Regions from separate parts of the Mus musculus genome. Here region 1 is linked to region 2. A link is a contact called in public Hi-C data. All regions are on one chromosome and are shown on one strand. Each heading gives the region's core, a stretch centred on a gene start, on an enhancer-like site or on the middle of the called end of the contact. The rest is flanking DNA. Distances are from core to core; before and after follow the strand shown.

Region 1 (5,634 bases), core at 317-2,816, 7.9 Mb before region 2:
CAAGCTCCTGCCTCCCACCCAGGAAGACTAATTCAAACATGTCTACCTCCCCTGGTTCTCCCAGTGTTCCTTCCCAGCCCCAGCTTTTTTGCTCCTACTGAGTACATATACAGTTGCTTTGGTTTTATTTGTTTGTTTGTTTAGATAGGGTTTCTCTGTGTAGCCCTGGCTGTACTGGAGCTGGACCTATAGACCAGACTGACCTCAAACTCAGAGATCTGCCTGCCTCTGGCTCCCAAGTGGGAGGATTAAAGGTGTGCGCCACCACCCAGTTTCTGAGTAAATATAAGTAAAAAGAAAAAAAAAACATGATTTTTTTTTTAAACTCCATTGGTTCTTGATGCTAATTTCTCACAAGAACTTACCATGTTTTTAGGTGTATGTAAGACATACACGACAAGAAAAATATCGAGCTTATTTATTCTTAATTATGACAAAAAGGGAAACAGATATAACAGGATTACAGTAAAAGACACCTATCTGCTGCATGTACTCCTGCATCATCTCAAGGAAGCTTTTCGTTTTAGGTAAAAGGTGCTACTTACATGTCGTTCTGGAGCAAGTACAAAGCTAGAAGCTGACCGTACACTGGCGGTGTGGCAATTCCTCCAGGAGCCTAGAGAGCGAAAAAAGAGGGGAAAGCCTCACTTCCTAATACACTTTCAGAAAAGAGAAAATGAAAACTTAAAAAGTAAGTTTTCCAGCACTACTATAGATGCAGAAAAATGCTTAGGGAAGTATCAAAGGTTAAAACCTGAGTTTAGATCTGTTGTGAGCTGTCATTTATCTGCAGTTGGATATCAGTTTCTTTCCATAGTCACAAATATGTAAGTGACATTACCTCGGAAGGTCAGGTCTCAAATTAAAAAAAAGGGGGGGGGGACTACTTCCAACAGGTTCTTAATGCACTATTTTTCTGGCCGTTATCTTAAAAGCTTAAGTAAGCTTAAGACAGAAGACTACCAAAAGGTAGTTATAGAGGCCTGTCTCTCTTCAATCTTTATTCATTCAGCAAGGTCTGCTAAAGGCTCATCCGCAAGCTGCTGCTGTCTCCTTTAGTCCGTGAGCCCCCGCCCTCCCTTTTTTTTTTCCTTTTTCTTTCTTTTTTATTTTTATTTTTTATTTTTGGGGTTTTCATAGTTCAAGCTGGCTTCGAATTCACCGGCAATCCTCTCGCCTCCGCCTGACGTGTGCCCACCGGAGTCCTGTGCCACTGCGCCCAGCCTATTTAGCGAACTTAACTTAACGTTACAAATGGAAGCAGCATCTCTTGATGAACCCGGAGTGTGCGCCCCGCAGGCCGCGGCCCGGCCCGTTACCCTGGAAACGGCGCCCACCCGACCGCCCCACCCTGCGGCGCTACCTCGAGTTCCTGGTTCTCGCACTGATCCAACAGCTTTCTGAAACTGAAGGCGTTGTCCGCCATCACCGCCACTGGCATCTTCCCGGCCGCTCTCGCCGCCACCACCTCTGCCAGACCAAAGCACAAGCTGGCCCTCGGGGCGTCGCGCCCGCGATGAGGTAAAGGAGCTGCCTCTCAGTACGCATGGGCGAGCGTGTCGTCACTTCCCGAGCGACGCCGTAGCGGAATACAAGGGCGGCGAGCGCTCTGCCCCAACGTCTCGGTGCTCTGGAGGACCCGCCCCAGGCTAGGACGAACCGGCTTTCTGAGTCAGAGCCCTGCGATCCGGAAGGGTTCGGCTGCGGCTCGGATTATCCGCACGGGGAAATGATAACGGGACTACATTTTTCCACAACCAAAGTTGCCGTGGGAGAACAGTAAAACCGTTGGACCTCCACGTGTTTCGAGAGCGCTGAACTGTACTTCTTCTAAGCTAAAGTGTTACATACAAGTCCAAGAAACTCCAAACCTGAAACTCTTCTTGGTTTGGGTTATGCACACACCCCTCTTCTAACAATTCACTTAGCAGCCTGACTCTCACCTACACCTACTATGCGCACGCGCACGCGCACACACACACACACACACACACACACACACACACACACCTTTTTCTGAAAAAAAAAAAAAAAAAATCACCTAGCAATTGTCAGCAAACCAGGACCCCTGTTCACAACCTGCATGGAACTGCATGCAGACAAACCCTCTCCAAGTAATGGGATAAGTTTCTTCGCTCTCTGCGGACCATCGAACAGATTCTATTCAGTAATAATCCAGTTAGGTGCATTATGAGGCCAGGAGGTCTGATCTAGCCTGAATTGGTTTTAGGTGCCTGCCCAGGAGGGTGAACCATGTCTTCTAAGTGAATTTGCTGAGAGAAACTCCTATTTACTGTCTTCTGCCTGTGCGTGCTTGTGAACGCTTTTGATTAAAATCAAATACATTTTAATAATAAAATTATTTAATAAAATTCAATAATTTTACATATTGAGACATGCACAATAGAAAAGGGAGGTAACATAACTAAATTGTTTTTTCTGTTTTTGTTTTGTTTTTGGTGTGTGTGTGTGTGTGTGTGTGTGTTTTGGTTTTTCGAGACAGGGTTTCTCTGTATGGCCCTGGCTGTCCTGGAACTCACCCTGTAGACCAGGCTGGCCTCTGCCTCCCAAGTGCTTGGATTAAAGGCTTGTGCCACCACTGTCCGGCAAAATTTTTCAATCAAAACAGAATGCAGTGCTCCTTAGCAATAAGACTCCTCTCAAAGCTCATAAAAACCCCAAACAGTAATTGGGGCTCTAGAGTATGCTGGCTCATGTGGCCAGCGGTCACTCTTGACAGCATATTTCTTTCTGATCTGTAGTATGGCTTTGCTTTTGCATAAAGTTTCCTTGCTACTTTGCAAACCTGGGTGCCTGAATTTCAGTTCTGGGCATGAGAGGTAAAAACACCCAGCCAGACCCTAGTCAGTGCTCAGACACAGCAAGCAATGGTCCGGACACCACACCTGCCCCCTGCTGTCTTCTCTGGCAGAACTGGAGACTGGAACACAGGCCTCGTGCATAGTTTTAGCACTGAGCTGTGCCCCCGGGTCTCCTTTTACTTACTGGTAGACAAGGTCTTACTAAGTAGCCCAGGCTGGCCTTGAACTTTTGGAAAAGCTCCAAACCTAACTCTCACTTCTCTCTCTGCCTGCCTCAGGCTCAGCAGACCAGCACAGTGTTATCACCTGTGTACCTGTGTACATCTCATGTGCGCGTGCACACATACACACATACACAGACACACACAGACACACCAGAGACACACACAGAGACACACAGACACACATACACACAGACACACACAGACACACACAGACACACACACACACACACACACACACACACACACAAGGTGAGTGAAGTCTTTCTAGCCTGGGCCAGTGGTGTGCCCGACCTTTCCTGGTCTCCTGATAAGCAAGTCCCCCTTCACTATTCCCTGCCCAACGTCTTTTCTTTGAAGCACACACCATACCTTTTTGTTCTTCTGCTCAAACGCATGTGAACAAAAGTTCCCATAAAGAAGCTATCCCTTACAGACTAATTGACTGACTGATTAACGTTTCAGGGGTTGGGAAGAGGTTGGGGGGTTGCAGGTTCATAGTATAATGGTACTTTATCCTGGCCTGTCTTCTGTTCCCTTGACAGCTAGCCCTTGCCCAGGTGTGTCTGACCTAATAGCCTTCTGACTGTTGAGCGAAACCATTTGAAATATCGTAACTCTATGGGCTCCTCCCTCCTTGGAACTGTGTACACATTGCTTACTCAATTATGCTGTGACTCACTTTCCTCCTGTGATATGGAGGCCTGCTGACCCTGTGCCATTTTTTCCCCCAGGAAGTTTTATGCTTGGAGTATGGAAGTCAACATTGGCATATAAAAGCAAGGAGCCTGGAAACCCCCTTCCCCACAAGGTTGACATACAGCAGAGTCCTGGCCAGCAGAATGTATGCACAGTCTGTGGTTAATGCACACTGAGCCTTTGACCTTTCTCCAGCTCTGCCCCACTTCATCTCTCAGAAGTGCATTTTTGCCTTACTGAACTCTCTCTTCTACTGTTCCTATCCACATGTCTCTGTCTATATCCTTGTTTAGGGACTTAAGAACCTAGAAATCTCTGGGAGTGCCCAGCAGACCCCATATTTGCCTATAACACTGGTGTACTGAATGCTATATGGAAAGGCAGTAGACATTCTTATGACAGATTTCCCTCAACTTGTGTGTGCTCTGTTTTCTTAATGTTCATCACTGGTAAAGCCCACATTTTAGATAAACATATTAAACAGTTGAAGACAGTAACAGCCAATGCTGATGATTTCAGTGTAATAGAGATTCCTGTTTAGAAACAATTATGTTTAAAGTTCTAGTTATAAAGATTAGGGGATGGAGAGATGGCTTGGCAGTAAAAGCACATGGTTCTCTTGAAAAGGACCTGAGTTTAGTTCCTACCACCCACTTCAGGAAGCTCGAAAAGCAATTGCCTATAACGCCAGCTCTGGAATCCATCACCTCCGAACTCCAAGAGTGCTGGTGCCCCTGCACACACACACACACACACACTCAATAATAATAAATAGTTTTAAATAAGATATAAAGATTTTTTAAAAGAGTTAAATATTTTCCAAGTCCTTAAGGAATTGCCATTACGTTGTAATTCTGATCTTTAAAAATCCACCAGAGAGTTCATGTGTTCGTTTAGGTCCCACCTGCGCACTCTTGGGGGCTGTTGGAAGCTTTAGGAGGTGGGAACTGGTGGTGGGATCTTGGAGTCACTGGGAGCATTTCTTTGAAGGGGATAGTGAGACAACAGCCCCTCCTCCCTTTCTCTGTTTCACTCCTGGCCATGAGGGGAGTTACATTGCTCCATCACAAGATACCATGAGCATATGCTTCCAGAGGCCAAAAAGACTATGCATCCAAATATGCCTTCTCTCATTATGAGATGCTTATCTCAGCTCTTTTATTATCACGATGGAAGTCACACTAACACACAGCATCAGCTAGGGGAGCACGTGGCTACCATAACCAGAGGGATGCGAAGAGATAAAGTAGCAGGGCTCTATCTACAGCTGCAAAGAAGAAGTGGGCTCTGATTACGTCATTTAGAGATCATGTACATAAAGCTGAGGACCAGGATTTAAAAGATCAGTATGTGGTGATGATCTCCCAGTCTGGTTGAGGCTATGAAAAAAGTGTGGGCCCCTGAGGATGCAGGTCTGGATGGTAGCCATGGCCCCCAAGTCTTCCAAGTACAGAGCCATCTCTACTTCCTCCAGCTCTTCTCACAGGGAGGTGTGGTCACTAGAAGGCTAAAAACCTTATCAGGGTAGCTGATTCAGAGCTCTGCACTTTTTACCACTTGATCTATTTCAAAAATCTGCTCCATTCTGCTCCATTCTGGAGTGATTGAAAATGCATGAGACCCTGGAAGAAGAGATCTTCCACAGGCTCCCATACCACGACAGATCTCTATTTGCTTCAGGACCAGAGTTACCTCATCTGTTCCTGATGCCATGTGCCAGGTGTGATCTCAAAGGAAGGCAGAAGGAACAGTCAGCGAGTGGCTGGCTCTCTGCCACAGCTCTTCTGTCCCCTCTGTCCTCAGATGACTCCATCCTGTCATGACAACAGGAAGCAGGGGATGCCTGGGCTGGGAGTCTGAGGACAATATGTGGAAAGAACCATTTATGGGAG
Region 2 (6,111 bases), core at 358-2,857:
ACTTGCTGTACGCATATAAACATATGTAACAAAACCAAAACTATTTAAAAAAATTAAGTCGCAGTGAATCAAAGGTCTAATCTAAGAACTGCTGAAGCTCTGAGTCAAAACCTTGAAGATACACAGGCACAGGCAAGGACTTTCTGCAAAGGGCTCCGAGAGGCTGAGGAAACACCAGCAAGAACTGGCATCATGTAACATACAAACTTTCTGTAGAAATTAAGAGTAGAGAGATTCTACGGGATCTTTGTTGGGTAGTCATATGGCAGGGGGCTCACATCTAGAATTATATAAACAACCCAAAAACCTACTAAAGGGACCCCCCCCCCCCGTATCTATTAACAACAAAAATGTCACAACAGCAAGGAGAGAGTAACAGAAGAAACTTTGTAAATCTAAAATGAGGCAGCCCTATCAGACAGGAAGAGAGCTAACACAGTTCCTTCCAGTAGTTCAGTAAAAAAACATGTACTCAGAGACACCACTGAGGAGCTATCTCAATTCACAGGTCCTCGAAACCAAAAATTAGACAACCCGTTATCCACATATAAACACACATACACACCCCTCCTCAAGCAATCTAGTTGCGCTCAGAATACTAAATAGGGCTCAATGGTCCTACTTTCCCTAAAGGTTTTTCTTTGGGGAATCTCATTAGTAGCCAAAGCGACTGAGGGAGAAAGGAATGTTTCTCACCTGGGAAAAAGGGCATCCCCATTCACTGGCTCCCCGTGGGAGGCCTGCTTAGCATTATTGGGCACAAGTTTTAGTCTTCTGGAATTAGAGAGCACCACCAATTCAGAGACAGCGTTGCTCTTCCCAGAAAATGCGTCCTGCTCCTGAGCTAGTGGGACTGGGACGCTGGTTTGTTTGTTTGTTTCTTGTTTTTGTTTGCTTGTTTGTTTTGCAATGACAAGTTTTTAGCAAATGGAGGTCAGGGGCTATGGGGGACCTGGACCCCAGCTTAGCGTGGGGTGCGGGGGTATAGCCCGCAACGCCTCCAGCGAGCAAGGATGCTATGGCCAGCCCGGGGTCTCCCAAAGGCCTTTAGTTATACGGATTTTACACAAAACAAAGAGTTACTTTTAAACGCGACAGACTCAAGGTCAAACTGCGAGGTGCTTGGGCCCGTGGAAGAGATGCCCGAAAAAGCCCAGATCCAAACTCACAGGCTTCCTTCCGTTTCCTAACCCCAAACTAATAGGTGTTTTTCGTTTTGTCAGTAAAATTCGATTTTTGTTTCACAGAACAAGATGCGGAGGTAGAAACGGTGAAGAAGCCGGTCCCAAATATTTACAGGGCAGGGACCTGATGACGGGCCAAGGCCGGGGCCGCTCCGCCCAGTCTGGAGAGGGGTGTCACTGCCGCGGCGCTAGGCCCGGAGTCCTGCTTGGGGAGACTAGAGCACTCACCCTGGGCCTGCTGGAGAGTCCCCGGAGAGAGGGTCGCCGCCCGCCGGCTCCGGGGCACTCGGGTGAGCGCTCGCAGAGGCCGTTGACCGAGCGCACCGAGGCGCCCGGGCAAAGAAGCGGCGGAGCGGCCGCGACGGGCCGGGACAGACGCGAGAACGGCCAGGACTGACCCCTTCCAGGAGCCGTAGCGGAAGTAGGTTTCTGGTCATGTGACGAGAGAAGGGCGGATGTTGCATGCAGGCTCCTGAGACGTCGACGCGGAGCCATTTTTGTCGTGGGCAAAGTACTTCCGTCTCAGGTGATTCCTGTTGAGGGGGTTTCTAGACTTTGCGATCTTTAAGAACCTTGCGTTTGCAGGTAAACTGGTAACCTGTTTTAAAGGAACGCCTGAATAAAAATTCTTATGGTGGCCCGCGAATTTGCATATATAACTAAATATTGGAAGTAATTCTTCAGCAGTCTAATTGTGATTTCCCTAAAACTTACAAATTAAGAATCCGAGAAAAGGGGAAGCTGAATTGGGTTTCAAGATAGTAGGGGTCAGAAATCTCTTTCAAATCTAAACACCCAACTTGTGGCTCCCCTCTGGAAGGCAAGAACCATACTTGCTCATAGAAGGATAGACGGGAAGCCAAATCAGGAAATACGACGTGTGCCTCTATTTTCATAACCTAGCAACTTCACCCACTGTTTCTCATCCTTGGTGACAACCAACCAGGGTTAAAGAATTTTTTTTTTTACAATCTGTTCCATATTATAGTTGAGCCTGGTGCCACACTCTTGAAATCCCAGTATTAGGGACTTAGGAGCTAGAAGCTATAGGATCAAGAGTTCCAGACCAGCCTCAGCTAAGTATTGAGTGGAAGGCCTGTGTCATTATCTATATCAAACATACACACTCTTTTTTTTTTAAACAGTAAACACCTTGATACTTTAAAAAAAAAGATTAATTTATTATTATATGTAAGTACACTGTAGCTTTCTTTGGACACACCAGATGAGGGCGTCAGATCTCATTACGGATGGTTGTGAGCCACCACGTGATTGCTGGGATTTGAACTCAGGACCTTTGGAAGAACTCTTAACCACTGAGCCATCTCTCCAGGCCCATACATGCTCTTTTTCTTGTGGTTATTTCCTACTAATAGAGTCTAACATGTTTATATTGGTTTAAATATATGTAATCTAGAAACAGTTTTAAGTGTTTGTGAGGATGTGCATAGGTTATCTGCAACCATCAATTTTATATAAGAGACATAAGCTTGTGGATATGAGCTGTGATTCTAGAACAAATTTCTCACTCCCTTGTGCAAAGGAAGAGTATTTACTCAAGTGATATAGTCTTGAATCTAAAAATACTTCCAAAGTCAATCTTTGGCTCATTCTTATAACTACAGTTCTAAGGAACCAGAAGTAAGAGGGTGGGAGGATTGCCAGCACTACACAATGAACCCTGACTCAAAACAACAACAAAAACCCAAACAAAGAAAATCTCAGATGATCCCCCAGAAGTGTTATTTTCCTTCAAAATAATGTGTCAAACTTTCTGAATTTCATTCTTGTGTGTCCTTCCTAATATTGGTTTAAGATAAGCAAAATTTCCCTTTACCTTCTGAAGGTCTCAGTGAGACCCCAATTAAATTGGCATAAAACAGCAGGTGAACAGAATGGAAGCATACACTTTTAATTAGTAATTTTTGCTTGTATGTTGGAATATTGAAAAATGAAGACACAAAGAAGTTCTTAGGATCTATAATCTGTATCAGAAGCTGACCATTGTAGTAAATTGTAAAAATGTGAGAAGACACTTTTTAAGTGTCTTTGTCTCAAAATAATCTTTATTTCAAAGGGGCCTACTGTGGGTGGTGTGTCCTGCTAATTTATAGTGACAAGTAATCCTCCTTTACGGACAGATTAAATAACATTATCCTGTCATTCCAAGTCAAGGCCTTTGGGGGTAAGTATGGATAAGCTAGGTAAGCCATACATTATCAAGACTTTTAAATGTGTTCTCTCCCTCTCACTCATCCCTCTTTCTCACCCCTCTTCCTCTCCCTCTCCTTTTTTCCCCTTCTCTCTCCTTTCTCTCTCTTATCCCTCCCTTTCCCCATGGCAACTTCCTTGTCCTCAGTCCTTGGCACCAGTGAACTCACCCATTTGCCGGACAGCATCTTCCCAATAAACCTGTCTTTAATCTAATCTAATCTGGTTTAAATGGGTTGATTTCAGCAGCAGCAGAGAAATAACCTATCAAGGGTCTTATTGCTCCCTTACACTTCTTAAATGTTGCAGACTTCTTTTTCTTTTGTCCCTAGCCCTTTCTTTTCAAAGTTTTGAAATGACTTTTAAATAAAGATCCATAATTCAGTTATCAAACCCAGGTCTTCTTCTGTAACCCTGATTTATCATTTATCTTTGGGCATCATGTGAGTCTATTAAACAAGACAGTGTTTCATAGAATGTCAGAGCACCTAATAGTGTGTGATACAGTCTTAAATGAAAAGTTATGTGGCATGAATGGTGCTTCTTCCATGCACATGGAAGTCTATTCCTTCTTGTGTCCTGTATTATAGATTCATGATGGGTCTTCCTTTTCTTCTCTCACTCATGTGTACATTTCTGTTTGTGACTTAATGCCATTGGCTTTTTCTATAACCTCATAATATATAAAACCAAATAATCTCATCCACTTAGTTTAGCTTCATCCTGATGCATGACTTCTAGCCATTGCTACTTAGGTTTCCCATTAGGGATTAAACCCTGATAGGTTTTACCTTATTTCCCCTTTTCAACTCAGACATTCTTCAGTTACTGTTTCTCGTTTATGGCAAGGTTACTTTTTTAGGCATCAAGATTCAGAATACTATAGTTATCTCTTACTATCTTAATTTGATGGTTATTTTCGGTGAAAATTAGTATTCTTTGATATTCTTCTTAATTTCAAAGTTGTGTATTGCTTTATAGTGACTATTATTTTTACAGTCCAAAATAAACTATCTTCCACTAGAAAAAAAACCCAAAATATGATAGAATTGTTCCTTTTCTTTTATTTTGACAAAACAATAGAACTTTAGTTATATTTACAGAAATATTAGTACATTGTAATACATTATAATTTTGTCAGGATATAACAATATAAAATATTTGATATATTTTAAATAAATTTCAAGTGGTTATTGAGAAGAATATTAAATTAAGTTTAGTGGTAGCAAGCTACATTTGAAATATAGAAAACCTTTGTAAAATTAACAATAAAATTCAAATTTAAACATTTTTAATACTTTTATAAATAAATTAATAATGTGTTATCTTGCAAAAAAAGAACAATTGACAAGTTGGTTGTTTTAGCACACTGTGAAACTCCAAAGTTGAAGCACCAAAATTGAAACAAACGTTTTGTTAATCAGTTAAAAATGTTGAAAGATTTATTTGTATTTATGTGGCAGTGCCTGTGCTAGTGAATGCCACCTATATGTGGGTATCCTTGAATGCCACCTATATGTGGGTATCCTTGGAGGCCAGCGGGGTCCCTTTGAGCAGTCCTGAGCTGCATGACCTGGGTATTGAGAACTATACTTGGGTTCTCTGCAGAGAAACCAGCACTCTGAACTACTGAACCATTTCTCCAGCCACATAGGAAATTGAATTTTAAATGTATAATTTACTCATAAACATCTGGGAAGTACTATGCACGGGCTGTATTTTATTGCTCACTCTTAGAAGTACAAATGACTGACTGTTGATATGGCTTCTTTGGGCATTAAGGTGTCCAGTATTACCTGTTTTAAATACTGATAAGAGGACAGAAGAAGAAAGGGGCCTATGAGCAAATGAAGGGTAGCTGTTGTGACATCAGCACCAGTCTAGTAGTGAAATAGATTACCCTGAAAGTCACCAGTGAGTTTTAAAGAGAGACAAAGGTGAAAAGGATTGTGGCCAGTTTCTTGGGTGTGTGCCTATTGAGTGGAGAACATGAGAGGATGATGAAAACTTTGAAAACAAAATTCTGGGTGGCTGAGGCAGAAAACTTGTGGTGATTTGGGGGTCATCCTGGGTTGTACAATGAGATGCTTCTCATCAAGACAAGACACAGATTTCTGTTTGCTAGTTACAGTTTCAAACTTTGCAGGTTTAGAATGATCTACAATGGGCAATTAGGACAAGCTCCTGAATGCCACAGCTGCTACTCCTACACTGGCCAAGGAGATTAGTCCTTGTTTTCACTACTGGAATGTATGTGGGACAACAGGATATTTTTCAAACAAAAATGTTAGCTGAAATACATACTTGTAATGAGATGTTGCATGTCTCAGCTCAGGTGTAAAATGTCTTGTAGTGGTCACACGAATGGTAAAGAATGACAACCCTTGTCTGTGCTCTTGGGTCACATTTTCCAAATACAAAGCAGTTGAGTTTACAGCACCAGCCTGAACTTAAGTATCAGCACCATCACGTCCACTTCCGTGGGTCAAGAAATACACTCAAAGGTTTGCCTCACAATGCCTGGCCTCTTTGAGTCTTCAAATAGTACGACACTATCTGATTATTAAAAAGTTCCCGATTTCTTAATATTTTTCAGACATTAGCTTCTGGCATGCCTAAGAGAAGTTAGAGGTTTTGAACTTAGCCTGGACATAGATCTTATTTTAAAAGTTTTAAAACTTTTGTATATCTAGCTGAGCGTGGGTGCAGAGTCCAG

The links. A called contact is a pair of places that touch in the nucleus more often than the background predicts.
Region 1: a Hi-C map of CD8 T cells shows a contact between it and region 2, with 10 times the contacts expected there. The contact joins the promoter of Cops8 here to the promoter of Mff in region 2. A contact is called at or near these places in 2 of 484 Hi-C or Micro-C datasets (CD4 T cells and CD8 T cells).

What each region holds. Positions count from the first base shown.
Region 1 is chr1:90,599,357-90,604,990 of GRCm38.p6, reverse strand. Cops8 (COP9 signalosome subunit 8) reads right to left here and starts at 1,566. Exons shown (of 8, transcript NM_133805.3): 1 at 1,364-1,566; 2 at 546-616. The coding sequence starts at 1,441.
Region 2 is chr1:82,720,386-82,726,496 of GRCm38.p6, reverse strand. It overlaps Mff (mitochondrial fission factor), which reads right to left and starts at 1,607. Exons shown (of 9, transcript NM_029409.3): 1 at 1,413-1,607. C430014B12Rik (a long non-coding RNA gene) reads left to right here and starts at 576. Exons shown (of 4, transcript XR_865578.3): 1 at 576-1,710. Col4a3 (collagen, type IV, alpha 3) reads right to left here. Exons shown (of 52, transcript NM_007734.2): 52 at 4,438-6,111.